Regions from separate parts of the Mus musculus genome. Here all the other regions are linked to region 3. A link is a contact called in public Hi-C and promoter capture Hi-C data. All regions are on one chromosome and are shown on one strand. Each heading gives the region's core, a stretch centred on a gene start, on an enhancer-like site or on the middle of the called end of the contact. The rest is flanking DNA. Distances are from core to core; before and after follow the strand shown.

The links. Promoter capture Hi-C pulls out the DNA fragments that hold promoters and counts their contacts. A called contact is a pair of places that touch in the nucleus more often than the background predicts.
Region 1: a contact with region 3 is called in a Hi-C map of cortical neurons, with 7 times the contacts expected there. The contact joins the enhancer-like site here to the promoter of Nxph1 in region 3. A contact is called at or near these places in 13 of 39 promoter capture datasets (the 3T3-L1 cell line, the C10 cell line, the HPC-7 cell line and 7 more), 96 of 484 Hi-C or Micro-C datasets (the 3T3-L1 cell line, 3T3-L1-derived adipocytes, the AML12 cell line and 67 more) and 4 of 115 datasets of contacts at active chromatin or transcription factors (astrocytes, bone marrow-derived dendritic cells, embryonic forebrain and 1 more).
Region 2: a contact with region 3 is called in a promoter capture Hi-C map of hippocampal neurons, with 1.9 times the contacts expected there. The contact joins the enhancer-like site here to the promoter of Nxph1 in region 3. A contact is called at or near these places in 4 of 39 promoter capture datasets (cranial neural crest, frontonasal cranial neural crest, hippocampal neurons and 1 more), 6 of 484 Hi-C or Micro-C datasets (cerebellar granule neurons, cerebral cortex, cortical neurons and 1 more) and 1 of 115 datasets of contacts at active chromatin or transcription factors (astrocytes).

Annotation. Positions count from the first base shown.
Region 1 is chr6:12,258,052-12,262,478 of GRCm38.p6, reverse strand. No RefSeq gene overlaps it. Among named protein-coding and RNA genes, the nearest start is that of Gm35961, 93 kb to the right of the region's middle. Within about 2 kb of position 2,043, at least 22 of the 459 cell types and tissues checked have an H3K27ac peak or open chromatin away from gene starts, as enhancers often do. A contact at or near this core is called in brain, cortical neurons, forebrain and 1 more, where this site is marked.
Region 2 is chr6:12,123,287-12,127,997 of GRCm38.p6, reverse strand. No RefSeq gene overlaps it. Among named protein-coding and RNA genes, the nearest start is that of Gm35961, 42 kb to the left of the region's middle. Within about 2 kb of position 2,412, at least 118 of the 459 cell types and tissues checked have an H3K27ac peak or open chromatin away from gene starts, as enhancers often do. A contact at or near this core is called in hippocampal neurons and pre-B cells, where this site is marked.
Region 3 is chr6:8,947,728-8,952,208 of GRCm38.p6, reverse strand. Nxph1 (neurexophilin 1) reads right to left here and starts at 2,190. Exons shown (of 2, transcript NM_008751.5): 1 at 1,902-2,190. The coding sequence starts at 1,955.

The DNA of each region.
Region 1 (4,427 bases), core at 794-3,293, 3.3 Mb before region 3:
ATTCTTTTATCACTCTCTTCGATGATTCTTCTAGCACAATGTGTGCCCATAATTTTATTAGTGAGTCAGAGACATCCCAGGGCACGGCATGCTCTACGGCGACTGCCTTATCATGAAGACTCATCATGAACGTCACACTGAATTATGGGACACATGAAGTTTTAACTGAAGCACACAGTCTGACGGTTCAGAAGTCATAACTGCCAAGATGTACAAAAGAAAACAGACATTGTCGCTGAAAATAAGTATTCTCTTTGCCATCCAAATTATCGATTAATGTTATATTCAATGTGAACCTGAATGTTTACTCCTCAAGAATTTCTCTTTATTGCATTTTTAGGTTTACCTAAAATAAGCCACTGTGAAATAAATGTGTGCTATGATACTTAGGCACTTGAGCAGAGGAATCCATATAGCAGATGTACCAGTAGGAGGAGCAAACACTGAATTATAAAGATTGATGCAGAAAATATGTTTGCAGGAGACAGAGTCTCTCTCTCTCTCTCTCTCTCTCTCTCTCTCTCTCTCTCTCATTGTTTTTCATGACAAAGTTTCTCTGTATAGTTCTGGCTATCCTCAAATTCAATCTGTAACCCAGGCTGGCCTTGAACTAGGATATCTGCTTGCATCTGCCTCCTGAAGGTTATGATTAAAGGAAAAATTAAAGGAAAAAAATTCTAACTCTCATAGCAACTAAATTTAAAGCCAACCAGAGTCATTTGTGTCCGTAATCTCAGTCCACAGGCAGGACTATGAATTCAAGGGTAGCCCAAGTTACTGGGTGAGACCCTTCCTCAAACAAACAAAACAAAACAAAACAAACAATCAAAAGACGGTAAAGGGCACAGTTTTTGAAGTGTTGCAAACATGAAACTAAAATACAATAGGTTGAAGCACAATATTCCCATTATGAGCAAAAGAGAAAAAAATCAGAATCTCCACAGGTATGACAAATTACCCAGCAGAAGCTGTAAGGGAACACACGTGGCAATTGTCAGAGAGAGAGAACACGCCTCACTTGAATAGCAAGAATCAGTGTGCCAAGGCTGAGACAGCGGCCACTGAGAAGGGAGGCAGCTGTGCGGAGGAAGGCAGGTTCTTATTTCCATTTCATTTTTCTGGGGTCTCTTTCACAGTTGGCTTCAATTGTGTCTTCAGTTTTTATTTATATTTACTCCAACTTCTGTACATGAATTACCATTTTTAAAAGCAGCAAACTCCTGAAATGTCTAGATTTCTCCACGTTATTTTACAGAGTAGGCTATAAACTCTGTCCACGTTATAATCCAATGCCAGGTAGAAGAAGAGGAAGACGCTGATGGAAGAGAATTAACATCTTTTGGGGGGAAACACGAATTCACGATATTGTGAACACAAAACAGACAAATATAATTGGTGTAGATTTAGCTCTCTGTATCAGAAGGTTGGTGGAGGGATTAAACACTGTGTCGATGCTAGCAGAATGCTCAGATACTTGTTCTGATTTAAAACAATCAAACAAACAAACAAACAGAAAAAAAAAAAAAAAAACCAATCAAAACCCAATCAGGTTTTGCTCAATCCACATAGCGCATGTCGGTACTATGGTTTGCCACCAGAGGGTAGCATATCCTCACTTTTGCTAAGTACACTGCTGGGGTTTGCTTCCATTTTAATTCTTGATTTCCTTTCTCTGTGTCTGTGTCTGTGTCTGTGTCTGTGTCTGTGTCTGTGTCTGTGTCTGTGTCTGTGTCTGTGTCTGTGTCTGTGTCTGTGTCTCTGTCTCTGTCTCTGTCTCTGTCTCTGTCTCTCTCTCTGTCTCTCTCTGTCTCTCTCTCTCCCTTTCTGTATCTCTCCCATCTGCTTCATGCTTACAGCTGCTAAGTACAAACACATCTCATTTGTTCTAGTAACAGTGACTTGAGATAATGCATTCCTCGCCTCTGTAGACATAGGTGACGTTTTATTGGACACACGGTGTCTTTTTGCAGGAACACTGTAGGGCACTTGGTGCTGTTAGAGATGAGGTAACTCACTCTCCACACGCTGCATGCATCTCCTTTTTATGGGACTGCTGCCCTTCAGACAATCACCGTCCTCTCTTCTGTGAGTTTACAATCACTGAGACTGATTGTGACGCTTACTAATCATATAAAAATGCAATGGACAAAACATTCAGATTTCTGCCTTTAATAAACATTTCTACTGTTTCTCCTGGAACTCGCTCTCAAACCAACTATTACTGTGAACATTTTGATCTTTCCTAAGTATCACAAAGAAACGAGGCTCTATGCTCCAGATGCAAATTGTGTTAAATGGAGGGTGTTAATAACACGAAGACTCAATTTTATTAATTTTTAAAATTTAATGCGCAAAAAAACCCAATACAACACTGCAGTGGATATATTCCCTGATTTGTTAGAAATTGTTTTCCTCCTACACATTGTGATTTAAAAGAGAAAAAGTCCTTTAAATTCCATAGGCTACCAGCACATTTTGTAATTTAAGTAATTATGACTTAATGGAACATCAAAGAACATACAAGGAAAAAATCCGCAGGCTTATTTCATCCTCATTAAGTATGAAACAGATTGGTCCTGTGGGGCTTCGCTTTTGTTTTAAATTCCCCGAAGCTTGGGCTGTTTCCCCCGAGCGAATTCTTTACCAATACATATCACCCTCAGCATCGAAGCCTTCCCATCACACCATTGGCATCCACTAAACGATAATAACCCAAGAACTCGGTGTGCAGAAAAGCAATCTAAAGGGCTGAAGAATGAATTACTTGTTCTACAGATAATTGTGTCTCTGCACAAAAGAAACAAGGAAAGGAGGGCTGCTCTCTCTTGATAACAAATAATAGAGGCCCTCCTTTATTTTCTCTCCTATGCGGGCTTCAGGAATGAAGATGGAAATTCCGCGCTCGGCACCCTGGTCCTTGTGCATTATGATTCTGTAAAAGTCCTGCCATTTAGGAAACCCGTCTCTATTTCCGTGGAGATGAAGCAGGAAGGTCAGGCTGAGCTTTAATCAAGGTATCTCCCCTGCTGGGAAAGCAGGATTCCCCTCCCCTCAGGTAGGGACCTTTAATTTAGCTGCTGTTTTTAAGGAATCCTGAAGTCACATCAGAGCCTGACAGTGGCTGCTGCTCACTTAATCCCTGAAGCCGAGAGAGGACACTGATGTTGTCATTGACAATTTACTCTTGCGGTATTTTCCTGCTAAACTGAGGAGGATTTTGTCACCGGTGCGCTCTCAAAAATACATGAAGGACTTGCCCTTATTAAGAGATGCCATGTCAGTTGAGTTCACATTTAGACGGTAACCCTAGCAACCAACAGCCCCCATCTCTCACAGGAAACAAGTAGAAGAAGAGAACTCTTAAGTCACTGTGTTCTGTGAATTAGGCAGAACTCAGCCTGGGGACAATGAATGGCGCTGTCACTCCACTGCATTCAAAGGCTGTCAACTCCTCGACATCTCATCCCTCACTCTGCCCTCCAGAATCCCCCACTGCTCAGAGCATCCCTACACTGCTGTGGCAATCTCTGCCCCTTTTGTTTCGTTCAGAGATAGTCCTTTTGCTCTTCCAGTATAGTCTGGTATTATACCATACATCAATGCTTTGAAGAGACCTAGGTGTCACGTAGTGAAAGCAAGTCACTAATGTGGAACTGGCCATGGCATCTGTTGGTACCACATATAGATATCATAATGTGCTCCACATTAAGTGATAATAGCTGATTGCTTCTTGCCTTGTGATAAGTCCGACAGTTCTTGGGCTACCGTGTTATACATACATGATAGGCACCCTCTCCTCAAAGACTTGGTACTTGGTGTGCCAGTGAAGTTTCTTCTGCAGGGCCAGAGACTCCCACATCCTACTATTGTGCTGGATGAGATGCACTTACAACAGACTCATCAAATTCAAAAGAATTGGAGGTTTCTGCCCTTGCGCATTAGACACATGAAATGGTTTACAATGGCATGGCCACTCCCTGGGAGAATACCTCATTGTTCCTGGCTGCCCTGTGCCCTTGTCAGGCCCCCCTCAACTGTGTTTCTTACTCCATCCTTTCTCGGGCTGGCTCTCTGCAGCCGGCTGCAGGCTTATTCATAGAATGGAGCCATTTCTAAACAGTTTGTGATTGATGAGTGAGAACCAGAAAGGTTTGCCCAGGGAGTGAAATCACCTAAGCAAATTCAAGGATGTTATCCAGGATTGAAGCCTTTCAAATGGGACAAGGTTGGCTAGTAGTTTGGTTCAGAGGTGGAGCATTTGCCTAGTGTTCGGGAGTGTTTGACCCACAGCACCACGAAGGGGGTGTGAGTGTGACTAAAATCTTCCTGATGCCCTCTTTGTCCCTCTTCTTAGTAGCCTCATTCCTAGCAAAATGTCTGCTGTCTGGCTAAGGTAGCTTGAACTGTAGATGGTTCAAGAGATAAAG
Region 2 (4,711 bases), core at 1,163-3,662, 3.2 Mb before region 3:
TTTAGTTCATTGGCATTCACAGAGGAGTAGCATTCACAAACACTGACTGCACAATGGATCATGTCTGCTAAGAGAAGAAACTGTTCTATTCCTGCCATTTATTGGCACAAAGGAATATCCTTCTAAGGCATCATGGATGTACATACAATGATACAAGTGGCAGCTATTAGCAAAGATAGAATTTACTTCCTTACCCTTCATTTGCTCATATGCCCTTTCTATTACTCTCCCAAACATGTTAAGGGTTGTTCTAATAATAAGTGACCTTTAGAAATTGTCTCATTTCAGAGTTTTCACCCATAGTTGTTCAAACATATATTTTCTACTTCTATCCCAAGTCTCGTACAACTCACTCTCTTCTCGATCAAGTTATATAACATGATGAGGTGTTGGGATGACATCTCTAATGTGACCCAGTACCGAAGTTAACTGAAAATGGGCAAAAACAGAAGTTTTCCCAAGATATAACACTGTATTCCGTTACAGCTGCCTTCCTCTTGTCATCTACATCTGTGAGAGTGGCTAACCCCAGTGACAGACAAGAAGGAAATGTGAGATTTAACTGATCTGTTCTTGAATAACTGGTCTTACATAACAAAATTGCAGCAAGCTGTCAGTTCTTAGGTCCCCAGACTCTAGACCTACACTCTCTCAAGCTGCCTTTCCAGCTGACCTCTGACCTCCATCAGAGAATGAATTGATAGCCTGCTGTCTGACTTGGTGTTTTCCAAAAGACCCCACAAATTCTTGCCTCAAATCCATGTCTGTTCATAACTTGTCTCTGTGGAACCTGCATGTCTAGTAGGAAGTACAGTGGGCATTTCCACAAACTGACAAAGGGCTAAGGTATTGTTGTTCCTGCCCCCAGGCTTAGGACACTATATAGGAGCATTGCCATGAATTTGAGGCTAGCCTGGGTTACATAGAAAGTGCCTGCTGGGTTAGTGAGAGCTAGGGTAGGAAAGGGGAAACAAAGTGAAAAGTGACCTTGGTAGCAAGTCTTTAGCATAGAAATCATTCTAGCCAACTGAGCAGGGCACCAGGCTGTAGCCGCCTGCAGCCACATGAAACTGGGTTCCCCTGATCAGACAGCGAGAAAAGAACGTGGCCAAGACAAACCTTGCTGTTCAAAGACCCTGAGGTTTACTGAGAGTCCTTGCTTATAAAGAAGGTAGGCCCATCCCCCGCCAGCCCATTCTTGGTGCCTGGAGCCAGCCCGTAGGCGATCTACAGGGTGTGTCTCTGGAACATCTCAAGGACCTTTCAGCGGGAAGCAGAGTCTTGGAGAAGAGCAAATAGAGCCATCAAGGTCAGAAGGCTCTACCCTAAGTAATCTCCTTCTTAGTGGCAGCAAGATCAAAGTCTGGACCAGCCTGCTTCAAGGCTGAGGGAGGCTACCCCAGGCTTCTGCAGCACAGCTTCCTGGGAGGCTGGGGCAGATAAATGCTGGGTTGGAATCTGGGCTTCAAACGTAGAAGGCCACTATCTTTTAAAAACCAATCAATCAATTAAACAAACAAACAAAAACTACTGGCAACATTTGTTTGTCATGTAAATGTGCCTGCGCCTCCAAGTCTAAAGCCCATGAAGTCTCTCATCCCTGAGCACCATCTCCTCATACTCAATATTCCCTTCCCTAAAACAGCACTGACCCTACCTCCGTCTATGTACCACGAGGAAGTGGTCTTCAACTTCATCCCACCCTGTGAACAAACAATTATTTGATTTTAAAAACAGCCTAATTATCTCTCAAAAGTTATATATATATATATTTGATTTTCCCATAAACCTGATAATATAAGTGTCCCTTGTTCGGCTAGTCCACTTCTTTACTGAGATATCTTCTTTCTCAGATCACATACAGTGCATTTGTGAGAATAAACCTTGCGAGAACACAAGGTTTTATCTACAAGATGTTTGCAAGGAAAAAAAGAAAAGAGGAGAGGAGAGGAGAGGAGAGGAGAGGAGAGGAGAGGAGAGGAGAGGAGAGGAGAGGAGAGGAGAGGAGAGGAGAGGAGAAGAGAAGAAAAGAAAAGAAAAAGCAAAGAGGAGTTAAAAAAAAAAAAGACAAGACAAAACAAGATCAGTAGTTTGGATTTTTGAGCACATTTTGCCCCCTGGCTGAACACAGTCATCTAAACAAGCTTGAGGGTGAAGCTCAAGCCCAAAGCACCATCATCTCCCTGAATATCATTTGTCTGTAGAGGCCATGTTTTATACACGTCAGGTTCGAAACATAAATGGAATTTTCATTTGAGTCTGACTTTGTAGCAGTAAAGACAAAGGGGAAGAGACACTGCACTCACAGGAAACGACTACAAGTTGAGAAACAAGGGCGTACTCTATCTCTGGCCGGCAGCAGGAAAGACATTAAATGTGTCCTATAATCCTTTCCTCACCACGGAACCGAAGCACTGCAAAGCCGGTCTCAATCCAGCAGATGGCGAGAGACTAATTCTAGTCTACAGCCCTCTGGAAACTGCAGAGCTCTCATTCTGAAGACACTGGGCTATCAAACAAAATTGACACAGAACATTTGTGCTCTTTATTTTATAATTTTATTTTGTTTTATTGGACTAGGACTACCTATTGCCTTCCCTCCGCTCGCCTCTTACTGTGCGATGAAAGAGAACCTGAATGGGATGCATTAAAGCAGACAGCCTGCTTTTGTTAATTCATGTGTTTGAATACTGAAACCCAGCTGGTGGTACTCTACTGGGAGGTTTCAGAGTCTCTGAGAGGTGGGGCTAGCTGGAGGAGTGGCTTGAGGTTTATAGTGGTCCCTGTCTTCCTGTCCTGCCCAGCTTCGTTTCCTGTAGAGATGTAACACCCCACCATGTTTCCGCAGCCACAGCCCTGTGCGGCTCACAGTCTCAAATACTTCCCCACCACGGTGGACCATACCTTCAAACTGTAAGTCAGACCGAGTCCATCCTCACTTTAGATGCTTCCTGTCCTGTTCCTGATTTAAACAATGAGAAAAGCAACTGATACACATTCAAAGAAGAGCAAATGGAGAATCACATGTGCATATTCTGTTCTGCGTACCTACTGTATCTATTTGCTTTGTAAATTAATATTTTATTAACTATTTGTGAATTTCATGATGCATTTTTATTATGTATTCTTCCTCCTCGGTTTATTTATTCATAATTTTTATTTTTCACGTGTATGAGCATTTTGCTTTTATCTATGTTTATGCACCACATACCCTCCTGATGCCCACAAAGGACAGAAGAAAACATTGGAGCTCATGAAATAGAGTCACGGATTGTTGTGAGTCACTATGTGTGTACTGGGAACCAAGTCTGGGTTTTCTGCAAGAGCAGCCAGTGCTCTTAACCACTGAGCCATCTTTCCACCCCAAGCCATTTTCTTTTTGATGCATCATTAACATGGGCAGGCCTATTGTTCTCCATATGAATTATTTAAGCTAAGGTAAGATTGGATTGAAGTATAGACTATAGCAAGAGAAGGAGGGCTCTCCTGGCATCAAAAGCTCCTGTGTGTTCACTGAGAGCTGCTAATATTTGCCTCAATATTCCCTAATACATTTTCTAGGTGATCTGAATCCATTGTTTCTTGTTCAGTATTCAAAGACATTTTTCCTCAATTAGCTAATTAAAAAAATATTCAAGAGGGCACAGATATGTTTATGATGGTGTTAAATGCAGAAACAAAAGGCCTCTCAGAAAGGAAAATGGGAGGTATTTATTAAATGAATTCACAAGATTCTTCAGGGCTTCACTTTATTCTAAGAACAAAGTGTCATTACATTCTGAGTTTACAACACCGTATAAACCATCTTGGTAAACACTGAGGATGGGGTCTATATGGTAGATATCTTCAGCTTCATTAACACATCAGAGTGTTTCCCAGTCCAGAATGTCAGTGTGTGCTCCTGGTTACTGGAACCTGTTCCTTTTTGCTGTGCTACAATTATAAGCTCCATCATAACTCCTTAGTCATGTATTTATTTTCCTGGATAGATTGCAAACTCTATGAAAACATATTCTTCCATCATCATATCTCCAGTATCTAGCATAGCCTGAGTTGAAGATCGTGCCCTAAAATACCAGTGAAGCAGGAATATGACCCATTTTATAAAGTGGTCTTCAATCAACAAAAGCTCACAATAGCAGTTATGTAGAGGCCTCATTAACAGAGGCGTGGTCTCAGAATATGGTGGCTTCTCAACTCCCATATTTTCCAAGAACTGAACATCTATTTCCCACATGTTCTAGATCTCCTGGTTTTTCATACTATGAGTGATGTCTTAGATACAAAGGAGAGCAAGAAGCACCCCAAGTCTTACTTCTTAAGAATAGAAGTGACTTAAATACAGTTAAGTTTCTCACACTAGCATTGTAATAGCTTCTTGCCCAAACAACCAGGAAGGGCAGTTGAAGTTAAGTGATTTGTTCCCTGTGGTTGATGGTTGTCAATAAGTACTGTGCCTAGCATCTCTAGGTATTTTATGACTGTTCCACATAGCCACACCACTTACTTTTTACTTCAATACTTCAATTCCTTTTTATTTTTGCACATGTATGTGTATATATACATACATATGTGTTTTTGTGTGTGTGCGCGCATATCTGTGTAGAGGCCTGAAGTTGATATCAAGAATCTTTGCTTATCATTTTCCTCTTTCATTCGTTGAGATAGAGTCTCTTGCTGAACCCAAGCTCATACATTCCTGCTGTAGTAG
Region 3 (4,481 bases), core at 941-3,440:
AAATCCAGCACTGTTGTTGTAATGAGTGGAAAACGGTTTAACTGCCAACAAACACATTTAAAATTTAACACAACGTATTGATTTCACTTCTGCTTTTGATAGATTATTTTCCAGACTATCGAAATACTCGCTTCAAGCAATAAACTGGACCATAGCTGAGAGCCCTGGCCTTGGGTGTGTGAGCACAGCCCAAGGACATAAGACAGTCCAGAGGTTCTAATCATAAGGTGTGCGGGAGAGGAGGGGCACGGTTGTTGTACCGATCAAGGGAATCAAAGGTGTTCCTCCCCTAAGACTTTCACTTTTTTCACTTTTCACTCCCTCCCACCTTACCCAATTTTAAAAATAAAAAATAAATTAAAAAGGCTTTGTTTTCTTTGATGGAACTTTCTGCCCTCCAACTCCGGGTCTTCAATGTCAGTGGGCTTACGGGACACAGGTGAGAGCGATAATGACCGAAGGTGGGCAATAGGAAGGACACCTTTTGCATTCGTCTGCATTCTAGCGGGGAAAGCACGGACCGGCGACAGTCTGAAAAGCTGTCTTTTGGATTGGCTGCCCTGGCTTTCACCTGTTTACCCCCAAGGTGTCCTGTGGGCGAGGACATTGATGCACAGCGCCCTCTGGCGTCTGCTTCTGCTACAGTCAGGCGATAAAGGTGCAAAGACTGGCAACGCTGAGGGTTCTTGAGATGCAGCCGGAAGCCGGAACCGGGTAAATACACGTACTCACACGCGCGCGCATATGTACCGGATTCACAGAACTCTCAGCCCCGCGATCGCAGGCGCCAGAGCTAAGACCGAAAAACACGGCCACTTGCAGGGATAGCACAGTATCCGGGCTGGTGGATTCTGAAGCTCTTGGGAATGAAAGACACTAACACCACTCTTAGTCCCATTTATCCAGCCGGTTTAGAAAACTCCAGCTGCTACCGCAGCGCCTGCGCTCCTCGCCCCTCCACAGAACACCTTGAGTTTTCGGTGCACTCCCGTGGCCCGGAATCTGCTGTGGAGTTCAGAACACTAGGCTCAACCTCGCCGGCAGAACGCGAGTGTCCCTGGCCCTCTGAGAAATCAAACGCGGAGAAAATATCACACTCTCCTAGGCTCGCGGTGATGCCCACAACTCCCTAGCCACACAGAGCGATTCTCCCCGCGTCGGTTCTAAGATTGTGTCAAGTCCAAACCTCCGAAAACTGATTCTGGAGGAACCTGGACAGGACAAGATTCTCTCCCTAGTGACAAGGCTTGCCATTCCCTAAAAAGAAACCCCTCACTGAAACTATGCTTCTGTTATTTAATGGCAACTGGACCTTGGAAGGCGAGAGAGGGTTATGTTTGCAGGTGTATCTCTGACCTAACTGCCTGGTCGTTTGCTATGTGTCTGGCGGATAAACTTACACCAGCTGCACCCCTGTAAGTCTCAGGGAGTTACCTGCACTTTCTTGATGTGCCACAAACCCAAATTGGGGGCGCTGGGGCAGTGGGGCAGTGAGTAGATTCCTGTTCGGCTCTTCAAGCCCACCTCCACCCCCTTTCATTTAAACTAGGTGGGGGAAGAAGTGCTGCTAAGAGTTTCATGATTCCCAATACCTTTCTTCTCCCCTTCCTCCCAAGGCATCCTCGCCTACTACCTCCTGGTTTCTGGACCTGTAAGGTCCTGTTAAGAATCATGATCCGGGAGACGGAAAATAGAGCAAAAAATGAGGATGAGAGCCTGAAAAACTCTCGCAGGAATCCAAACCAAAGCTTCCCAAAGTTCTTCCACTCTCTGGGAACACTCAGCTCTCACTGAACTGGCGGCCTCGCCCTCCCGCACCCCCCCCCCTCTCACCCCAGTTGCTTGGCCTCCAGGCTAGGGAGGTATCTCAAAGATGCCGGACCGGACCGATCGCCACTTACCAAGTAGACGGTGGGCTGCAGGAGGAGAAGAACGTACCAGCACGCAGCCTGCATCCTCCCTCCTCTCAAACTTCCTTGGCGGTGCCTTGGCTGAGTCTTTGTTCCTTCAAAAACATAGATCCACCTGACATCCACTTTACAGAGCAGGGAGCGCTCTCAGCAGCCTAGATACAAATGAAATTAGACATCCCATGACCACGCGGACAAGGCTGACGATCAAGCGAGGGGAAAGGGGCTCTTGGTGTGGAGTGATGGAGTCAAAAAGCTTGGAAGGGGGACGCAAAGATTGGAAAAGCGAGCCAATCCAGCTCCAGGAACAAGCGAGTGCGGTCCGCAGGCGGGCGGGCGAGCGAGCGGGCGGGCTTGAGCGGTGGCAGGGGGTTCCCAGAGCCCGGCGCGTCTCGGAAGCCAGCGCCCGAACGGCGGAGGCCAGAAGGGGTTAGGCACAGAGAGAGCAGCTCACAGGCTGGTTAGGAGGCCAACTGTCTCTGGCAGCCAGACCTGCCCTAGTGTTTGAAGGCGGGAGGCTGGGACTAAAGGCGGCGGCTGGTTCTTCGCCAGCCCTGGCAGGGTTCACACACGTACACAGCAGCAGAGAGAGATAGCAAAAGCAAGCGAGCAAGAGACTGAGAGAGGGGGGTGCGGGCAGGGCAAGGGTAGGTAGAACTGACCCGGATTAGGTACCCGTGAAATGGGGGTGGGGAGGGGGGTGCAATTTGCATATAGGAAAGCGGGGCTCAGTTTACCCATTTGAACCTCCTGAAATACAGATAGACACCCACAATCACATCCCTAGCACTACTTTTTTGAACGAAGGGGCACAGCCAGTTGCTAACTTCTACAGTAGAAACCTGTCTGGGACTCTGAGGGTCACCTATTAGACATGCCTTATGCCCAAGAAGAGTTTCACCCCGCTGTCCCTTCCTGGTGATGACCACCACCCTGCCCCAACGTGTCCCTGCCAAGAACGGTGGAGGCGACCGGTACATACCGCACAGGACTGGAGGCAAATGCAGCGAGCAAGAACCGCTCTGAACAGGCTCCATGGAGGAGCTACTACGGCCTGGAGTCTCCAGCGCCCGGGACGTGCCCTCCCCGGAGCTCCGTCTCCATGCTCGGGCGAGGACAGGTCCAGCTGCCTCGTCCAGCCTTGGCGGAGTCGTTGTCCCAGTGCCCGGGTCGCGATCCGGATTGGTCCGCGGGAGCCTAGGCTTGGCACAGTTGAATTCCCGGTGCAGGAAACTTAAGAGGCAAGAGAAGGAGGGGCAGGTAGAGAAGACGACGGAGGAAGGAAGAAAGGGAGGGAGAGAGACGAATGCGCCCGGTTGCTGCACCCGACCGACCCGGACTGCCTGTGTTGGCACTGACACCAGCAGCCTAGGACTCCCGGATTTCCGCGGTTGCCAGAGGATAGAGAATGACTTAAGGGGAGGAGACTGGGCAAGTCCTCCGGACTTGAACTTGAGCGATAAGACCCGAACCTTTCGGAAGAAAAAGAAAGCCACACAACAGGCGCGATGAGTCCCAGTTTCAGAAGGGGTGTGGTGACGAAATTTTGGAAGCTGCAAGCACAGGAAGCAGCCCCAGCTTTACCAGCAAGGCTGGAAAGCCCCAAGGCGACTAAGGATTGGTGTCGCGGGCGCTGTCCGAGGTCCTGCCCGGCCACGGGGGGACGCTCCGCAGAGCGCGGTTTCAACTCCCCGCCGCGACTGAGCGGTTTTCTCTTCCCGGTCGCGGCTGGTCGAGCCTACAGCCGGGACACCAACAATTACATTGACACGTGGGTGAACGACTCCTCAAAGACTAATTAATACCGCGTGTAAATAGATTCCACTCTCAGGCTCTCTGCGGGCCTCCTGGCCCTCAGGGAGGAATGAGCCCTGCTTGCGTCTCTGGTGGCCAAAGCACCCCCTGGGGGGGGAGGGGGTCGTTGGGAGGAAAGCGACCGCCAGGGGAGTGGCGAGAAGTGAGGCAGGGAGGTGCACAGGGCAACGGTGGGTGCTGGAGAGAGTAGGGTGCTCCAGTTGGCTTCGGGAGGGGCGCTGCTGCCGGGAACTGTAAACCTGTGGCTGCGGTGGCCAGAGGCGGGGATGCTGCGGACTGCCAGCCATTCAGCGAGCGAGGCAGCAGAGAGGACTGTGCGACCTTGGACTCTGGACTCTTCTCCAAGGGCTGGGCAAAACAAGAAAGGGGGATAAAATTTTCTATCTGTGTTCTATCTCTCCCTCTCTCATCTTTCTCTCTTGCTCTTCCCTCTCTCCTTCTCTCCCCTAAGTCTTTTCTGTGCCCTTGCATCTTTTTACTTATGTTTAAATTTTTTTCCCAAACCCATTCTCTCCATATGTCCATGCTTCCCCAAGCGCCCACCATTCCCCCTCAAACCGCAGCTCTGGTTCTTTCCCTGTGGCCTTCACCCTCTCCCACACTCAAGCATGGGATCAGCTCCATAAAGACTGAGACCAGGTCTTTCTTCTAACATGCCCACTTTCAGGCCGCAGGGGTGGGCATCAATAAAGGCCTTTCTCGAATGCTGGCTATTTCGCTCTCCATTAGTCAGAGCCTGATCTTGAGTGATAGATA